Regions from separate parts of the Mus musculus genome. Here region 2 is linked to region 1. Evidence: chromatin contacts called from public HiChIP or PLAC-seq data. All regions are on one chromosome and are shown on one strand. The core of a region is the stretch at or near the end of the contact, and the rest is flanking DNA. Distances in the headings are between cores, read along the strand shown.

What was found. HiChIP or PLAC-seq counts read pairs in DNA pulled down with a chosen protein or histone mark.
Region 2: an H3K27ac HiChIP or PLAC-seq map of extraembryonic endoderm stem cells shows a contact between it and region 1, with 5 times the contacts expected there. The contact joins two enhancer-like sites. A contact is called at or near these places in 4 of 484 Hi-C or Micro-C datasets (the Ba/F3 cell line, the N1E-115 cell line, nephron progenitors and 1 more), 4 of 115 datasets of contacts at active chromatin or transcription factors (embryonic stem cells, extraembryonic endoderm stem cells, pancreatic cancer cells and 1 more) and 1 of 9 other capture datasets (embryonic stem cells).

The regions. Positions count from the first base shown.
Region 1 is chr19:44,425,848-44,430,287 of GRCm38.p6, forward strand. No RefSeq gene overlaps it. Among named protein-coding and RNA genes, the nearest start is that of Scd1, 20 kb to the left of the region's middle. Within about 2 kb of position 2,009, at least 10 of the 459 cell types and tissues checked have an H3K27ac peak or open chromatin away from gene starts, as enhancers often do. A contact at or near this core is called in extraembryonic endoderm stem cells and trophoblast stem cells, where this site is marked.
Region 2 is chr19:44,896,811-44,901,096 of GRCm38.p6, forward strand. No RefSeq gene overlaps it. Among named protein-coding and RNA genes, the nearest start is that of Slf2, 32 kb to the right of the region's middle. Within about 2 kb of position 2,816, at least 76 of the 459 cell types and tissues checked have an H3K27ac peak or open chromatin away from gene starts, as enhancers often do. A contact at or near this core is called in extraembryonic endoderm stem cells and trophoblast stem cells, where this site is marked.

The sequences.
Region 1 (4,440 bases), core at 759-3,258:
GGCTGAACTGGGACATTGAGTTAATATCCTTCGGGGCATTTTAGGCCTGAGATCTACAACCATCTGTGTCAAGTTACTTCACCAATGAGGATTTAGAGGTAGGGGGTTTTCTATCTTTGGTGTGCATTTGTCCTGTTCCCATTGGTTAGGATATTCAACTGTGGTAGGGGGTTTGCCTTGTCTAATGTTCGTGTCTTAACTTGTCAATCAGGATGGGACTTGTCGGACATGCATGCCTTTACTTACCAACCAGGATTTCAGTTACCCAATGTGGTGGTTTGAATATGCTTGGCCTAGGGGCTGGCACTATTAGGAGGTGTGGCCTTGTTGGAGGAAGTGTGTCACTGTGGGGGTGGGCAATGAGAACCACCCCTAACCACCTTCTCCTAACCATGTGGGAACTAAGTCTTCTCCTAGTGGCCTTGAGATGAAGAGGCAAATCTCTCAGCTCCTCCTGCACCATGCCTGCCTGGATGCTGCCATGCTCCTACCTTGGTGATAATGAACTGAACCTCTGAACCCGTAAGCCAGCCTCAATTAAATGTTGTCCTTATAAGAGTTGCCTTGGTCATGGTATCTTGCCACCATAGTAAAACCATAACTAAGGCACCCACATACATGTCTCTTTTTGCCAAGTAGGATGTCAGTGCCCAGGGAGCTCTAGGGAACTCTAACTCTACTTGACCCTTACTGAAAACAGGAGTCTTATTATCCCAAATAGTTTTTTATATTAATGCAAGGGTCTCTATTATGTTGTGGTCTATCCCAGGGGCAGCTTATAAACGCAAATACAATAAAATCTTATACACAGGTGCAGGAAGTGCTGCTGGGTGGTTGGTTCAGGTCCAAGCTTATTGTGACTAACTATACAAAGCAATCCTGACTTCTGTTGTGATTGGTTTCCAAGAACGCCAAAGCACAGAACATTCTAGTAACAGCCTTAACAGCACAGGAGAAAGTTTCCTTATAATATTAGTGACAGCACAAAGTGGCAGGCTAGACAGGGAACAGGGCCTTAACATTTGACCTAGACCACAGCAAGTTCTACTGAAAGAAAATGAGATTTTGTATCTTGTGATTCATGTAAAAGAGTTGTCTATGAGCCCCTACCTGGGGCCGAGAACAAAGCAGAACAGACAGGGCTGTTGTTAAGACAGTCCTAAGAACAGCTTGATTGTACAAGCAGGGCTATCTTGTCTGGGTCAACACCACCTGGCCAGAACCTCCCCTCTGTCTACTGCCCCTTGACGCCGGGTAAAGTCATACATCAACTGGTTGCTATGTGAACAAGATAAGCCCCCAGCCCACAGGAACAAAGTCCTGATGCCCTGTAATCTTTCTGTTAATGTTTGAATAAGCCAATAGTGTGTCACTATGCTGAATTCCACACCCCTAAGCCCCTTACCCCATAAAAACCCCTAGCTTTCGAGCCTCGTGGCCGACATCCGTTATCTCCTGTGTGGGATGCATGTCGGTCCGGAGCTCCGTCATTACATCAAGAGATGGTCCTTCGTGATTTTTTGGGTGCACGCCGAATTGGGAATTGGGTGGGGGTTTCCCCACTAGGATTAACACTACATCCAGATCCGCAGGCAGCTGGAAACAAGAATAGCACAGGGTTTGGAATAAGCTTTTCAAGAGTTTATCACACCCGCAGTGAGACACTTCCTTCAACAAGGACACACAGCCTAACTCCTCTCAGGTAGGGCCACTCCTTGATGACTAAGCATTCAAATCTGAGCCTCTGGGGGCCATTCGTATTCAATCCACTGCAGCCACCCCAGTCAGTCTTTCCTTACAGATGGACTCTATCCTCCTGGAGGCTTTGTCAGGATCTCACCAGCTCTGTCCTGGGGAGTGTCGGTGCCCACTCCTCTGAGGCACCTAGAACTTTCTTCTGTTAAGTCATCAACTTCCAAAGGACATCCTTCAGATCATTATTCTCCAAACTAAATAATTTCTAGTCTGTCTCAAAAAAAAAAAAAAGTCATTACAACATGGTGACCAGAGGCCAAAGGGTTGGGCTAGGAATTTGCAGATTCAGGTGTAGATACTACAACCGACCATTTACTATCTGAGGCAGTGAACAAGTTGCTCCTCCCCCTCCTGCTCTTCCTCCTCCCCCTCCTCCTTCTCCTCCTCCCCTTCCCCTCCCCTCCCCTCCCCCTCCTCCTCCTGCTCCTCCTCCCCTTCCCCTCCCCCTCCTCCCCCTCCCCCTCCTCCTTCTCCTCCTCCCCTTCCCCTCCCCTCCCCCTCCTCCTCCTCCTGCTCCTTCTCCCCCTCTTTTTGTTTGTTTGTTCATTTGTTTGTTTTGAAGCAGGGTTTCTCTGTGTAGCCCTGGATGCCCTGGAACTTGCTCTGTAGACCAGGCTGGCCTTGAGCTTGGAGATCCACCTGCTTTGCCTCCCAAGTGCTGGGATTAAAGGCAAGTGCCACCACTGCCCGGCCTGACTAACTTTCTTAACTTCCTTGTGTCAGATTTCTCCCTCTCTATCCACCTGATCCAACAGGATTATGTGGCCATTTTATGGGCCATTCACTCGGCCTGGCATGCGGTGTGACAGCAGTTTCAGAGTGCTCACCGTGCGGGCTCCTGTCTCAGCTGAGATTAATTTAATGCCATTTATTGGTATAAGTGTACCAAGGGACCTGACTATCACAGTGTCCTGTGTCATTACTCCTGTGGTATCTAGACTTGGAAGGTCCATAAGGACATGCACAGGAAGTGACATCTGAGCAGGGACAAGGAGAATGTAGCCCTGAAAGGGACAGGAAGAGAATGGAAGTTTCTGGGAAGAGAGGCCAGCATGTGCTAAAGCCAAGTTTAGTGATGGCGCATCTGAAGACGGAGCAGAGGCCAGGAGCAGCAGAGTGATGACCAGGAACAGGCTGGAATTCTTGCAGGGCCTCATGTGGGCTGATATGAAACTGAACTTGGTCCTGGGGGCTGTAAAGAAGCCCCAAAGGGGTCAAAGCATAGGCCTGGGCAGGATATGCTAAAGCTCTATTTCTGAGTGTTAGGTCAGTAAATATCCCTGGGAAAGTTTAAAGGAGGAAACCAAGATCACTTGTACTGTCTACATATACAGTGGACACAGCCAATGACCGCCACAGTGACCACCATGACTGACCATCACAATGAACACTACAAATGATAACCTCAATGACAATGACTGACCACCACAGTGACCATGATGGCTTACCATCACAGTGGATAGTATACCTGATCACTATGGTGACAGAGACCGGGTCTCTCTCTACATAGTCCTGGCTGTCCTAGAACTTATTATATAGACTATGCTAGCCTCAAACTTAGAGAGATCCTCCTGCCTCTACCTGCTGGGCAATGGGATTAAGGTCATGCACTACCATACCCTGCTGGAATATCTTACTTTCAAAATACCCTATCAGGACACTGAATCAATTTAGTCAGATTAGTATATGGCATGTTGGTTAAATACCTGGGCTCTGAATGAATTCAGCCTGCCTGGCTTCAAGGCAGGCTTCAAGGCCTGGCACTCCAGTTGTCCGCTGTGTGATGTGAGGGAGTTCGAGCATCTCTTAGCCCTTCATACCCGATAAGACTATTGTGAAAGGCGAAACAGCCCGTCAGGATTGTGCTATACATTTAGCGCAACGTCTGATGGCAATGGCGAATGAGCATGCTCTCTTCCCCTCACAACTGACACCGCAACCACACTGCAGGCAGCCACAGGGCAGGGCAAGGATTGATCTGAAACTTGTAACCATGCAAAGATGCTATCTCCTCTGAACTGGGCTCTTTATAAATCTCAAAATCATTATTATTACTTAACTCTACCTTGAGAATTAAAGCACGTGCCCACAAATTTAAAAATCAACAAAAACTACTTCTGAGACAATATCTATCAGTTTTCCCTTTTTATACATGTACATACATGTCCAGATGTGTGTGTGTTCAGTTAGCGTGGGCTCACATGTGGGAGTCAGAGGACAGCCTTGGGTGTTGCTCCTTGCTTCCCAACGTGCTTTTAAGGCCGTATCTCTCGCTGTGCATCCCTGTGACCACCAGGCTACCTGGCCCCTGAGCTTTCCAGGATTCTCCTGTCAGCCTCCCCTCATGACAGATGCGCTGGGATTACATACGTGTGCTGTCACATCTGACTTTATATGAGTTGTGGGGATCTGAACTCTGTCGTTTGTGCTGTTGTGGCAAAGCTCTCTCTATCTGCCATCTCCTTGGCCTGAGAAGACTGTGTTCTGAAGGTTCCTACAATTACTAAAACAATACTCTGTGAGTTCCCTGGTGCCCTCCCTTTTCTTTCTCTCTGCCTTTGTCTTCTCTCAAGCAAATCTTCAGGGAACTCAGAGCCTTCAATGCATTTTGTGCATTCAGAGTCTCAGCTATGTTGGGGCTCTCTAACACCCCAGCCCTCACCTTCCTGGTCACTGACTCTCTGT
Region 2 (4,286 bases), core at 1,566-4,065, 470 kb after region 1:
GAATTTCACGTGGAATTTTGCTGTTTCCACACTGTGCCTCGGTGAACCTGAAGCATGCGTATCCTTGAAAACTAGTGGGATTAGCAGGAAGGCCTGCAGACGTTCCCTAAGGTCAGAAGCCCCAGCTTTGACCTTGACAGAACCAAAGTCATCCAAGTCGAAATTAAGATAACAGAGATAGAAACCCTCAGCTGAGCCAAGCCGTAGTGAAGCACGCCTTTAATCCCAGTTCTCAGGAGGCAGAGGCAGAGGCATCCTGGTCTACAGAGCAAGTTCAGGATACCCAGAGCTACACAGAGAAACACAAACCCTGTCTCAAAAAGAGAAAGCGAGAGAGCGAGAGAGAAGAGAAGAGAAGAGAAGAGAAGAGAAGAGAAGAGAAGAGAAGAGAAGAGAAGAGAAGAGGACCTCTGTCCTAAGGCAATTGGTTTTCCCCATACTCCAGTTTCAGAAATGATATCTGTTGCACTTGGTGACTATAATAGTCTGACACATCCTGGCTTTCCCTGTATTGCTGATGTTACGGTGCGGGGAGTGGGGCAGGATAGAGGAGGCTCAGGGAAAACCTAAAAGATCTGCACAGCCTCACACAGAACTCCACAATGTCAGGTGGGAGACTTGTAAGGTCTTTGTCCCCCATTCTTTTCTGCCTCAAATACAGAACCAAGGTCAGACCTGAAGTGACTTGGCCAAGGTCCCATAGTCAGTGGCAGAGCTAGAAGGGGGACCCAAGGTAACCAGCCTTTGACTCCTGGTTCTTTACAAAACTCTGCTATCTTCTACATCCCGCTTATGTCAAAGAGTATGGTGTCCTTCGCCAAGTCGCTGCAGCCACCACAGCCCCCAGGCTGACCTTCCCTCCCACCAAGGAGGACAAGCTTGTTCTCTCTAGAGCAAGATTGGTCTCTTTCCCCAAGGCCAATGCACTGGCGCTCCCCCAGGGCCTGGAAGAGGGAATACACGTTGGGAGAAGCATTTGAACTTTCTCTTCTACTCCAGGGAGATAGCAGAGGCTGACCATTCTTTATCTATTTGGAGGACAAGGAGTGAAGGGGAGGCAGAGCATCTCAAGGACTTGCTGTATCTTCAGAGAGTCCCAGTAATGTTGTCCCTTGATCGCTGTGAATGTGTTTATACCAAAAACACTTCAAATAACCTTTACTCTGTGTCAGTATTCTTCTAAGCATATTACGGATTCATTTGCTAATTATATTTTATGTAAATGTAAGCTGGGCATGGTGGCACATGTCTGTAATACTATCATATAGGAGGCAGAGGCAGGAGTGTCAGGAGTTCAAGGTATGCCTTAAACTACCTAGGAAGTCCCAGGCCAACCCTGGCCCCATGGCAGAAATAACTAGTATGTGTGCATCAAACCATTCTGTCCCCTGGAACTCAGTGTGTGTGGGCCTGTGAAGGGGGCTGGGGACAGAGGACAATGACAGGCCTCCTATTCTATCACTCTCTAACTTACTCCCTGAGACAGGATCTCTCTCTCTCACTGAGACTAACTGCTGGGCTGGGGGCCAGAAAGCCCCAGTGAGGGCCTGGAGAGCTACCTCAGGAGAGGAGAGTGCTTTCTACTTTTGCAGGGTTCAATTTGCAGCACCCACAAATGTAGTTCAATTTCAGGGGCTCTGATGCCTCTGGGTTGGATGTCTTCACCTGCTTCAGAGTCTTCAGCTGCTCTCCGCAGGCAGGAACATGGTGCATGGTCATCCTCGCAGGCAATCGCTCACACAAGCACACCTCCGCAATCTTCCTGTTTCTTCCCCATACACATACCTGGGGTGCTGGGGTTGCATCGGTGCTATGGGTGGCTTTTTTCCTGTGGGTTCTGCATATTTGAAACCATCAGTCTCCCCAACCCAATCTGGCCCCCTCTTTTAACCTTAGATTCTCTTTGCCTCTTGTTCTTGTGCCTGGAATACATTTGCATCTCTTCCGTGGGTGTTTATTGTCAGTTTGCTTCCTAGACTAAAATATTGACCCTGCAGAGATGGGGTGAGGGAAATTCCCTCTGCCTCCACGTTAGCCTGATGGATAAGAGCCAGAGGGTTTGGCTTTCAGTTCCTGCTCAACCAGATCCTAGCTGTGAGGCCTGGGGCAAGCTGTTTACACTCTGACTCAGTGGGACTAATAACAGTATCTACTTCAGAAGAGTACGAGGCTTTAGTAACTTAATCAAATGATATAGAATTACTTTATAAATTAATATTTAATCTCAATCCTCCTGTCTCAGCCTCCCTACTGATCAGATTTCACAAGAGTGCTCCCCCTCCCCCATGCCTTTGTGAAATTTTTAGACCTCACATGAAAGAATGGGGGGGAGGGGGCTTGAGGCTCCTGGCTGATGACAGCATGAGCTATCCAAGAGGGGGGGTGGGCGCTGAAAGCTGTTGCTCTAACAGGCAAGTAAGAATGTCTCAGGTAATAGCCCTCTCAAGAATGTGTGACATCCTGGGGCTGGAGTGTGAACCTCGACCTCTCTTAGGGCCAGATAAGGCAGATAACTTGTGTTCTGTGGATTTCCTCTCTCGATGCAAAGTGCCCCAGAGAAAGACTGAAGTTCAGAGTTCGTTTTCTGTCCTGCTAAGCCTCCAAAGGCCTGGTGGGAAAATATCTACATAGCAGGCTTTGGAAAGGCACATTCCCACGGCCTGGGAATCTTCTCTTTACAGCCAGTACAAGGACTGGGGGCTTCCTGTGATAGGGAGGAAGATTCTAAACATTCCAAAGAGATATGATGTCCTTTGAGTCAGCACAACTCTTGTTTACCACAATCTGGGTCACCCCTGCCCTTGGCTTCTTTGAAGAGCATGTTTCTGCTTGAGATAGGCAGCCCGGACCACAGATAGCTCCCATACCATCCCTATTTAGAGGCTTTCTGCCGGGCTCTGGGAGCTAGGGGTGAGGGGTGTGGTGCCAAGAACCCACGGCCCCCTGGCTCCCTCCCACACAGCAGCCCGCACTGACATCTCTGAGGCCTTTGATTAAAGAGACAAGTGACTTTGCCCATTCTATTGATCAGAATAAATTACTAGGAACTAATTTATGGGCCTCCCCACGGCCGATGACATGGTGGATTGTGCGCTATTGGTCAGTAAATTGGATTGTCAGGCTAGATTATTGGTTCGTATACAGTTATCTCTCATAGCAATATCAGGCAGCTCAGGTAGAGGAGTGAAATCCTTTCTCTGCTGCCAGCCTGCCAGGATGTCAGGCAGGAGGCCTTCTCCTTGGCTGCTGGGGAAGGGCGGGGAGGGGAGAGGAGGAGAGGGGAGGAGAGTTGAGCGAGGCCTCTGTGCAGGATGCTTATTAATTAGTGCAGCATCACAGCATTAAAAGAACATTAGTGTGGAATCGTCTGCAGAGTGATGGGGAAATGACATTGTGGGCCTCCTCCTGATTCTCCAGCTATGGCTCTGTTGGGTAGAAGCAGGGAGGGGGTTGATGAGCAGACAGGGGGATGGGAAAGATAAAGGGTGAGGGGCAAAAAGGGCCACGGGGAGGGGAAGGGAGAGGAAAGGCCATATTTGCTGGGAGTTGCAAGCAGAGCGGATCTGCTAAGTGCCAGCGTCGCTGAGCCACGCTGGGGAAATGGAGCTGCCGTTCTGCTCAGTACATCACAGCCAACGATGAAAAGTTCTGGAGCTGGGATTTCTCAGGCAATTTGGCCAGTGATGCATGGGGCAGTAGATCCTCGCGCACTCTTCCGTGCTTCTGCCAAGCCAGCAATAACAAAAACTTATTTTTTGCCAGGGAAACGGATATGAGTCAGGCAGGCCCATCAGGAGTAAGGGGGGCTTTACCACGCCACTGCGATTTGTACCGCTCCACTGTTTCCCCGAGCTCTAAAGACCTGCCAGGAGGAGACAAAGGCGAGACAATTTCGAGTTCATAGTCCTGTGTCCTCGAAGCATAACAGCGTGCCATAGATGGGGACATTCTGGGCCTGTGGGTTGCAAAGTCAGCGGTCTTTCCTTCGAGCCCACTGAGGAGGGGGGAAGTGGGGTGAGGGGGGTGAGCTGGGGTGCAGCTACAGATTCCCGGAAAAGGTTCACCCCCAACTCCAACCTCCCAAAAGCATGGCAGAAGGAGCCCAGAGTGCAAGAAGGGACCGGAAGAGGATGACAAGCAGGAAGGAATTTGGAGTATCAATCTAGCCATGATTAATGAAAGCATTACTATTTCCAGTTAAGACCATCTGTGCCCTCTCATCATCACGGACTGCCAGGGTCTTTCCCACCCACCCAGACCCTGAGCTATCCAGTCCCTGAAGGGTG